2 separate regions of the Podarcis muralis genome follow, and region 1 is linked to region 2. The links are chromatin contacts, called in public Hi-C maps. All regions are on one chromosome and are shown on one strand. The core of a region is the stretch at or near the end of the contact, and the rest is flanking DNA. Distances in the headings are between cores, read along the strand shown.

Region 1 (4,706 bases), core at 1,753-4,252, 310 kb before region 2:
GCCTGCACATGCGGCAAAACCCGGAAGTAACGCGCTCCGTTACTTCCGGGTCACCGCAAAGCGCAACCCGAAAATACTTGTCCTGAAGCGTATTTATCCCAAGGTATGACTGTACTGAACTAGATGGACTGATGGTACGATTCAGTAAAAGGCAGCTAGCTTCCTGTGTGGCTCTAGAACACTATAATTCCATAGTGAAGGTCCTCTCATTTTGATTGCTCATCTAAATAAGTTTATAGACACCTTTAGAGGCACACCACTGTGGTTTTGCTATCCACATTTGCTATGATAGACAAACTCCCGTTTTCGCTAAAGCAGAACCAAAGAGACTTGCTCACTTTCTACCAGTCTCTTAAATTTAACGCTACTCAGAGCATCTCACCAATGTGCCATTTAAGAGGTTTGGGGGCTGCACCTTTTAAGTATGACACAACAATCTGGGGCTACTTAAAACTAAAGCACAAGTGAAGATGACACTTCTTGTGCCTTAGCAGTGGATACAAGGGACATTTTTACAAGATACAGCATTGTGGCAAGACGTGTGTACGTGTGCCCAAGTTCTCTCTTTGACAAACGCTTGAAGGAGACCTGTTCTTTTATTAAAGGTAAAGGTAAAGGTACCCCTGCCCGTACGGGCCAGTCTTGACAGACTCTAGGGTTGTGCGCTCATCTCACTCAAGAGGCCGGGGGCCAGCGCTGTCCGGAGACACTTCCGGGTCACGTGGCCAGCGTGACATCGCTGCTCTGGCGAGCCAGAGCCGCACACGGAAACGCCGTTTACCTTCCCGCTAGTAAGCGGTCCCTATTTATCTACTTGCACCCGGGAGTGCTTTCGAACTGCTAGGTTGGCAGGTGCTGGGACCGAACAACGGGAGCGCACCCCGCCACGGGGATTTGAACCGCCGACCTTTCGATCGGCAAGCCCTAGGCGCTAAGGCTTTTACCCACAGCGCCACCCGCGTCCCAATGTTCTTTTATTACATCCCAGCTAAAGCACACAAATGTTATGCACTGATTGTAATCATGTACAGATGCAGACAAGATAACTGGCAATGTAATTCATTTCAGAGTGTGAGGATCATGGAGAAAAGGCCTGTCATTCACTTGCAGCCTATGACTTGCTGGTAACGGCTATCCTCTACCATATGAAAAATTCAAAGTCAGTGCTAACCCATATTTAGAAAGCTCTGTGGAGCCAAGCCGCAGGTCGGACATTATACGTGGCGAATAATACACATGTCCAGCCTGCCACGGGTCACACAGCCAACCAAGGCAAGGCTTTCCTCCATAACCTACCACACGCTGAAGTGGCCAAGAGAAAAGAGATTGGTGTGTGTGTGTGTGGCATGGCATTTGTGGAAGCAAGTTAAGCAAGGATGCTACATCACCAGGGCTGTACCATTTCCACTGTGCCGGTTGCACCTGCACTCCAGGTGTAGTTTATCAGAGACATCCACTGCTCGCTTCAGCAAATACCGGGCTCTTTTCCTGCACAGGGCATCGCTCTCCGTCAGCCCCTTTTGCACCACTTCCCAGAAACTGCTGCACTGCCTGGCGTCGAGTAGCTGAGCAGCCGCCTCCACCTGCGCGCTCGCAGGAAACAGCGCGTCCGAGAGGGCGCTCAAGACCAGCAGGGTCCGGCTCACCCGCTGCGGGGCACCCTTGAGCGGCGGTGGCAGCACCACCAGCCCTTCCCACACGAGCCCCAATGCGGCGCTATTCCGCCCCAGCGCCGGCAGCAGCCTCCCGGCCGCCAGCAAGGCTTTCTCCTCCTCGTCGTCCTCTCCATCTCCCCTCAGCAGCTTCAGGGCTGCCGCCACGGCTCGCCCGAGCAGCGCCGGCTCCTCCAGCCAAGGGGCCACGGCGGCCAGGACCTCGACGGCCGCTTCCACCTGCAACCGCCCGCTCCCCGCGCTGCCTTCCAGGGCCTCCAGCGACTCCCGCGCCAGCCGCTCCGCCAAAGGGGCTCCGCCAAGCGAGGCGCAGCAGCGCAGCGCCCCGCACGCGGCTCTGGCCAGGCGTAGCCGCTCCTCCGGGGACTCCCCCGGCAAGGAGGCGCCGCCGAGCAGCACCGGCAGGCAGCGGCCCAGCGCCGCCTCCCAGGCCACGCGCCGAGCCGCCGCGTCCCGCTCGTCGTTCCGCCCGCCCGCCGCCACCCGCTCGAGAAGGAAGCGCAGCGTCTCCGCTTGCTCGACGGAGAGCGGCCCGCCTTCGGCGCCACCGCCGCACACGGCCCGCAGCAGCGCGCCCCAGTCCGGGCATTGCGAGAGCAGCGTGTCGGCTAAGACCGCGTCCATGGCGGGGAGCGCGCGCGGCCTAGCAGGCCTGTCCGACGCCTTTCGTCGCTCTTTCTTCTCCCAGCAGCCCTTGCGTTTAAGGTGGCTGCGGGGAAAGCGAGGGCTAGCTTGATGAGAGGCCTGCCTAGCAGTCGCTGCTGCGCCTTTCGCACGGGTTGCCTTTTCGGTACCCATGACAGGCAGAAATTCAGCAGGTGAAACCACACAAGTTTCCCCTGCCCGCATTTGTCGTCTCGCCACCCCGTCACCGTGCCGGGTAATGAATGGGTTTCTAATGTCCTTGGAACCGCTTGCGACCAGGACTGGGTCAAAAATTTGAACGTTAAGGCTGCGGAGTGTAAACTAAAGGACAGCTTGCCTGGGAAGGCGGCGTATGTGTCATGTGGGTTTCGCAGGCCAGTCTTCAAAACTCTTATTTGGTGATTGCACATGCCAAAGAGCTGCACCAAAGTATAGGGTTTGTGCACTGCAGCCAGTGACAGTTAAAAAAAAGTTGTTTTCATTGATTTTCAAAAATAACACACACATAACAAATACCTCTCCTCTGTACCCCAGTCTTCCCCAGACTACAGAGTCTTATAGAAAAACGTTTTCCAAAGTTGTGATTGTAAGTCCTGTGGTTGCCAGCCAGTGACAGCTTTGAATTGATCAGTAGGCTGCACCTGCCAGAACCATTCTCTAAATTGATGCTATAATGCTGAAACAAGACCTGTTGCTGGGGAATGACAGCAGCAGCAGGAGGTGGCTTTTGCCCTCTTCGTGTTTGTGTGCTTCCTGGAGTTGGATTAGATGATCCTTGGGTCCCTTCCATCACTACAATTCTCTGATTCTGTGCTGTAATTTTGAGAGTAGGTTTGCACTCGGTGTTCTGGCTAAATCAAAATGCTGACACAAGTGGGTGTAAGGGGATATTAGTGGGAAGAACCTAATTCCTATAAGAATTGTCCACAGCATCCTTGTGAGGTTCTTCCCACCCTTAGAGGAGCAGAGCAACTCATGAACTGGATCATACTAGTTCATTTGCACCCAAACATGTGTTTGTATGTGCAACTAGTGAAAGGCTGTGCTGGATTATTCATGCTGGAGCAAGGTAATTGTTTTCACTTGCTTCACTGAAAGGCAAACAACTGGGTATGTTGGCCTTGATACAGAATATGTATTTTATTTTTGTTTTGTTCTGTGCATAAAGAAGGTGTTCACTCAGATTTTTGTAACATAGTAATTTACAGTAAAAGATATGATTTCACTTTCTCTGTGTCTCACATGATAGCAACATTACTATAAATGCTGATATGGCAAACTGACATAGTGACTAAAATAAATTGCCCCAGAGATAACCGTATTTATATGAAGTAGAGTGATTAAAATTGAATTAACATAGCACAAAAGGAACATGATACCAAATGGCATTTAGGGGCCAACACAAATATATTTTCCCGTGAAAACACATACACATAGGATTTGTTTATATGACCTTGTTAGATTAGTCATTCTTATCCTTCAACATGGAGAAGGCATTTTACCATAACAAGCTTTTAAATGAGCATGTGACTCTCATAGCAATCAGTAGCCTCTCAACGAGAAATTCAAGAGCATGGCATCTGTCCCATTTTGTTCTCTGTTATTCTTTTTATCTTTGAAGTCTGTTCTTTGGAATTCGTTACAAGCCCATGACTGCATTAGAAACAGCTTGCTGTGTTTCTCTCAGAACACCAGATGGTGCTATCGTCAAGACTTCCTACTATTTTGCGCACATGTACACACACACACACCCCGTAAAAGAACAGGTGAATGGAAATAAAAGTTTAATAGCCTTTCAGAAATTTATAATCCTTAAAATAAAAAAGAGATAATTTTGATCTGTATCAACCTTTTTAAAGAGCCTCATAAAACTGGTCCAGGACCAAGAATTTTGTGCCATGAACGTGTAGCAAAATGGAGACAAAATTTAGACAAAGGCTATTCAACATTGATTTAGTGTTTGAGGGGTGTTTTATTACACATTTGGAGCAGGATTCACCTAACTAGCCGTGTCAGCAGAACATGAACATTCATGAACATTCAGCAGAACCTGAATGCTTGGACTTCCACTTGTGCAAGAGGGCTTTATCCCCTCGTCTCTCTTTAGACAATAGAATTGTCTCTGGTGTTGGTCAGGAGAGCCCCCAGAACAGTGTGAAGGGGGCAGAAGAGTGGCGGGAAGCTGCAATGGAACAACTGGGAGTGGAATTCTACCCTTGGGAACTTACTCTTCCAAAGGTGCTTTAGATCCCACATGTTCTCATTGGCTCATTGAACCGAGACAGCACAAGCCTTGATATTATACCACATGCTTCTTTGTAAAGTGGTACCTCAGGTTACAGACTCTGCTAACTCAGGAATATTACCTTGAGTTAATAACTTTGCTTC
Region 2 (4,575 bases), core at 1,172-3,671:
TGTTAGTACAGACAGCAACCATTTTACATGTCCAATTATCACACAATCACGCACAATTGCTGCCAACCCAGCAGTGGCCCCAAAATGGCGTGGAATGGGGCAGGCTTATGTGTGCTTTGTTGATGCGTGTGGGGGTCAGGAACAGAACCCCTGGGCAAAATGGTCACTGCCTGTATGATAATTTTAAGCCAAAATCCAGTTTGAAATGAATTCTGTACACCATGTATAATGTACCACAACTAAAACTGAACTCAAGACAACAAGGTATCAATACCTTTGAAAGTCCTGCTCTTTCTTTGGCGAGTTTCTGCTTCTTCCGTCCTATGAATTAAACACACCACGCATTTTCAGTTTCTATATTTTGGTAATCTACTGAAAAAAGGATATATTGATCTTTGAATCACAATACTATTTGCACTCCAAACTGACGTGGGGGGAAGAACAACACTTGGACATTTCGAAATATATAAAAATAAAACATAATATAGCTAGGGGTCCATATTTGGATAAGCAACCATCTACAAAGGCCTGTATATAGAGAATTATTTATAAGAACTTATGCAAAATTACATCTTATACTTCCTGGAAACACACTTCCTAGGATAAAACTATTTCCCCCTGAGCTCACTGCAGGCTCTATACAGTAGGAGGACCACTGCGACCAAGAGTGGAGGTAACATTTTAATAACTGTGAGAAGCCCTACCGTCCTAGTGGCATAATTAAATACAATGTTGCCTTGAAGGACACTTCTGGGGTGGGGGAGCTATTCTGCCTCAATTTGTCACATGAATGGCAGGAATACTGAACAGCTACAGAGAAACAGTTAACATACCACATGTCCCAACATCACTTGACTGCCCCATCACCCAGAGACTAGTTAACTGCTTCCTATTGCATTATCATGCTCTACTGCAAACCGTACTGGAAGAAAATGTTATCAAGAAGTGAAGACAAAGCACAAAATATTTATATTGTTTGTATAAATCCCTGAAAAATTTCAGCACAGAAAAGCTACCACCTCAATTCTGAGAACATGTTTCACAATTTGACACTTAAAACAGTTTCTGTGAGCGTGTGTTTTAAGGAAGAATGATCATGTTAAAAAATGTGAGTTTTTTATTGAAGAGGTGAAATAATGCAGAAGTACGAGAGAACGTTCTGCATTTTGGATAACTCTACATTTTTCTCTTGCATCCATCCTTATCCTGGAAGTTATAACAGCAACAGTACCAGGAGGGTTTGAGAATGCGTAACAGTATAGTAAGTACCTAAGAAGTCAAGTTAACTTTACAAAATTCGTTCCCCCACTCCCTGTAAGTCCACTTCCTCCATCTGGGCTCGTTGGAGGCTTCATCACCTTTCAGGGGGTACTTGTGTAATAGGGGACTTTGAACTCTCTAGGATTCTAAATCACACGGGAAGTCTACATGAGTAGAAAAGGCTGCATATGTTCACTTTGCAACACCTGAAAGGTGACAAACCCAATCACAGTGTGAGAGGGATGAACATGGGACAAAATAACCTAGGTGGGCTCCATGCAGGAGGAAAAATCTCAACAGCTTGATTAAGATAGTTAAGTTTTTTGAAACCTGTGCAAAACAAAGTATCAAAAATGTAACAAGCTTCTGCACTCCCAGGGACCCTTCTCAAAACACGTGGCAGGAAACTCGATATACATCACCATGCATTTCCACCGCAGAATGCCAATCCCAAATTCCAGGAGGATTCATGCAGCAGTGAGCATGTGTTTGCTGCACACACACACACACACACACACACGGTTTCTGCGTGCATCCAGTAAAAGACACACACTAGATGGGTCCTAACAGCGTGTGAAGCGATCCTCATCCAAACACCTGCAGCTTGTGACCTTTGAAATGAAGGCGAGCATGGCGATGCAAGGGAGCAAGGGGAAGAAGGTCGCCCACGCCAGAGGCATGCCTAAGTTGGGAGGCCTGGTTTTGCTTTGTCCTCGGGGCCACCGCAAAATCCCCGCGCCCGCTCATGGCGAAGGAACCGCAGCCTCGGAAGCAGCGGGGCTTCCCCGGAGGGCCACCCTCCCAGGCCCGGCCGCCAATGGAGCGGGGGGCGGAGAGGGGGGCCGGTCGGAGGGGCGACCCAGGGCCGGCTCCGCGCGGGGTGGGGAAGCGGCTGCACGAGGAGGCGGGCGGCCGAGAGCGACTCACGTTCCCGCAGCCGGTTCTTGAAGTTGGGGTCGCTCCTCCTCTTGCGGTCGAAGTAGATGCAGTAGCCGATGAAGAGAGCCCCGCAGAGGCCCGCGGCGATGGCGCTGCTCTTTCCCCCCATCATCCTGCCTGCCCAGCCCGCCTCGTACTTCACAGCCACCTTGGAGCCAGCAGAAGAGGAAGACCCCGCCCACCGCGGCTCCTCTCGCTCACTTACACACACGCTACCTTCGGCGGGCGGATTGCGTCATCAGCCAGCGACCGCGAGCCGAGCGCATGGGCAGGAAAGCGAGCCGTTTCCCAGCGGCACTGCGCACGCGCCCATCGCTTTCTGCGGGAGGGCGGCGCATGCGTGGTGGGTTCGCGCGGGACTCTTCCTCCCCCCGCCCCCTTAAACTATGTGGAAGGAGTCACGTCTGTTTTAGTGTCACCGGGAGTCCGTTTACTCTAAGCGTGTCCCAGGCTAACCTCTGCGTAAGGGTGTCGCGAGCTCGCTGCGTTTAACCCGCCGCAGAGGCTCTTACGTTGCAGGCATAAAACTGCTAGGATACAGTACTAGCAAATCTTGTGGGATCAGCACTGCTGCAGTTTCCATGCAATATGTTTGATGGTTGGTACAGAGAATTCCCCAGTAGTTTCCTGTGCTAGATCGTCTTCAAAGAAGGCAAGCAGGTCGTCTTCAAAGAAACAGATGGCTTAATCAAAGTTTACTTATATTCGACAAATGCCTCTTAAATTTTGTTAATCAACACTCATTTCCCCTATAACCTGTCACTGAACTGACCAAAATCACAAATAAATTGTTTACATGTATCAGCCAGCTCAGGTGGCAACCTGGGTGTCAGTTTGGGTTCATAAACCAAGTCTATCAAAGAAGTCTGTTCTGTTACACAACCCACAAAAATCCATGATTAGCATGGCCAAGTTTCTCCTGACTAGATGCTACATGGACTTTTTTGGGATACCCGCTGCAAAGATAATGATATAAATAAATAAAAACTGATCCTTTTCCCTTGTGGGGTACCCAAGAGCCCATATAAAGTCCTTTTGTAGGTTCTCTATCGGTAGGAGAAAATACCAACGCAACCAGAGAATATTGAGAAGCAAAGCAGCTAGTAAGCCTGATCTTTATTAACTGTTGCAACAGGGTGCTCCCCCACACACAGGAGAGAGGAGGACCCCAAGCCATACACGCAAGCCCTTATATAGATGTTTTTAATTTGCCACCCTGGAGTCCAAGATCACCCCCAGATACATCAGAAACCTGAGTGCATTGTTTCTCCTGTCTGGCAAGTTACCTGATTTCATTATCTGGGTTTTGGTCACTCTTTTGTTATTATAACTACTTAATTCCAGAATCTAGTTATAATAGATTCACACAGGCTCACACCCTGTTCTTATCTTGAATGTGCCCTTAAGACAGGATTTGTGAGGAAAGAGACAATGGGGAGGTTTTCCACTTTGACCTTGCAGAGAAATATGAGGTCAATTTGTTCAGGACCTTTTTTGTGCGGGTTTCAGATGTGGTTTATATATATAGTTAGTTATTTATAAATAAATAAATAAATAAATAATAAAAAAATAGTTTTAAGGTCATATATATATGACCTTAAAATTCTTATAACAACAACAATACAACAGGAACAGTTGCAAGTTTGAAATACAGGAATGAAGTAATATGCATTCTCTTTAAAAGTATTTTCATCAATTGGTTCAAATACGGGAAATCTTTTTTTAAAAAAAATCTCCAGAAGCAGGAACATTTAAACTTGGACATGGAGATGCAATTTGATAATGTGGTGATTTTCAGCTTAAAAGTATTGTTGAGTTTTGGGGGGGTGGAAGTAGGCTAGATGCAGAGACCCTTATAATTCTTGGATCCAGCAAGGGCTAAAATCTAAGGAAGGATTTAAATTCCTGGAATAGCCAGGCTAGCTTCCTGGTTTGATAATGGCCCTCTAAATAAGTGGCTCAGCACCAGAGGACAAATAGGTGGGTCTTCTTCCTCCTGCAGGGACCCAGGTGGCGCTGTGGGTTAAACCACAGAGCCTAGGACTTGCCGATCAGAAGGTCGGCAATTCGAATCCCTGCGATGGGGTGAGCTCCCGTCAACCCAGCAGTTCAAAAGCACAAAGTGCAAGTAGATAAATAAGTATCGCTACAGCGGGAAGGTAAACGGCGTTTCTGTGCGCTGCTCTGGTTTGCCAGAAGCGGCTTAGTCATGCTGGCCACATGACCCGGAAGCTGTCTGCGGACAAACGCCGGCTCCCTTGGCCAATAAAGCGAGATGAGCGCCGCAACCCCAGAGTCGGTCATGACTGGACCTAATGGTCAGGGGTCCCTTTACCTTTACCTTCCTCCTGCAGGGGTGGGAGGCATCAAATGTTG

The links. Hi-C and Micro-C count contacts between places; a contact is called where the count stands out from the background.
Region 1: a Hi-C map of tail shows a contact between it and region 2, with 3 times the contacts expected there. The contact joins the promoter of TARBP1 here to the promoter of TOMM20 in region 2. A contact is called at or near these places in 2 of 3 Hi-C or Micro-C datasets (blood and tail).

What each region holds. Positions count from the first base shown.
Region 1 is chr3:46,360,239-46,364,944 of rPodMur119.hap1.1, reverse strand. It overlaps TARBP1 (tRNA guanosine 2 -O-methyltransferase TARBP1), which reads right to left and starts at 3,002. Exons shown (of 30, transcript XM_028724045.2): 1 at 1,400-3,002. The coding sequence starts at 2,522.
Region 2 is chr3:46,048,504-46,053,078 of rPodMur119.hap1.1, reverse strand. It overlaps TOMM20 (translocase of outer mitochondrial membrane 20), which reads right to left and starts at 2,421. Exons shown (of 6, transcript XR_013392192.1): 1 at 2,188-2,421; 2 at 275-321. It overlaps LOC114590270 (small nucleolar RNA SNORA14), which reads right to left and starts at 1,252; the gene lies at 1,112-1,252.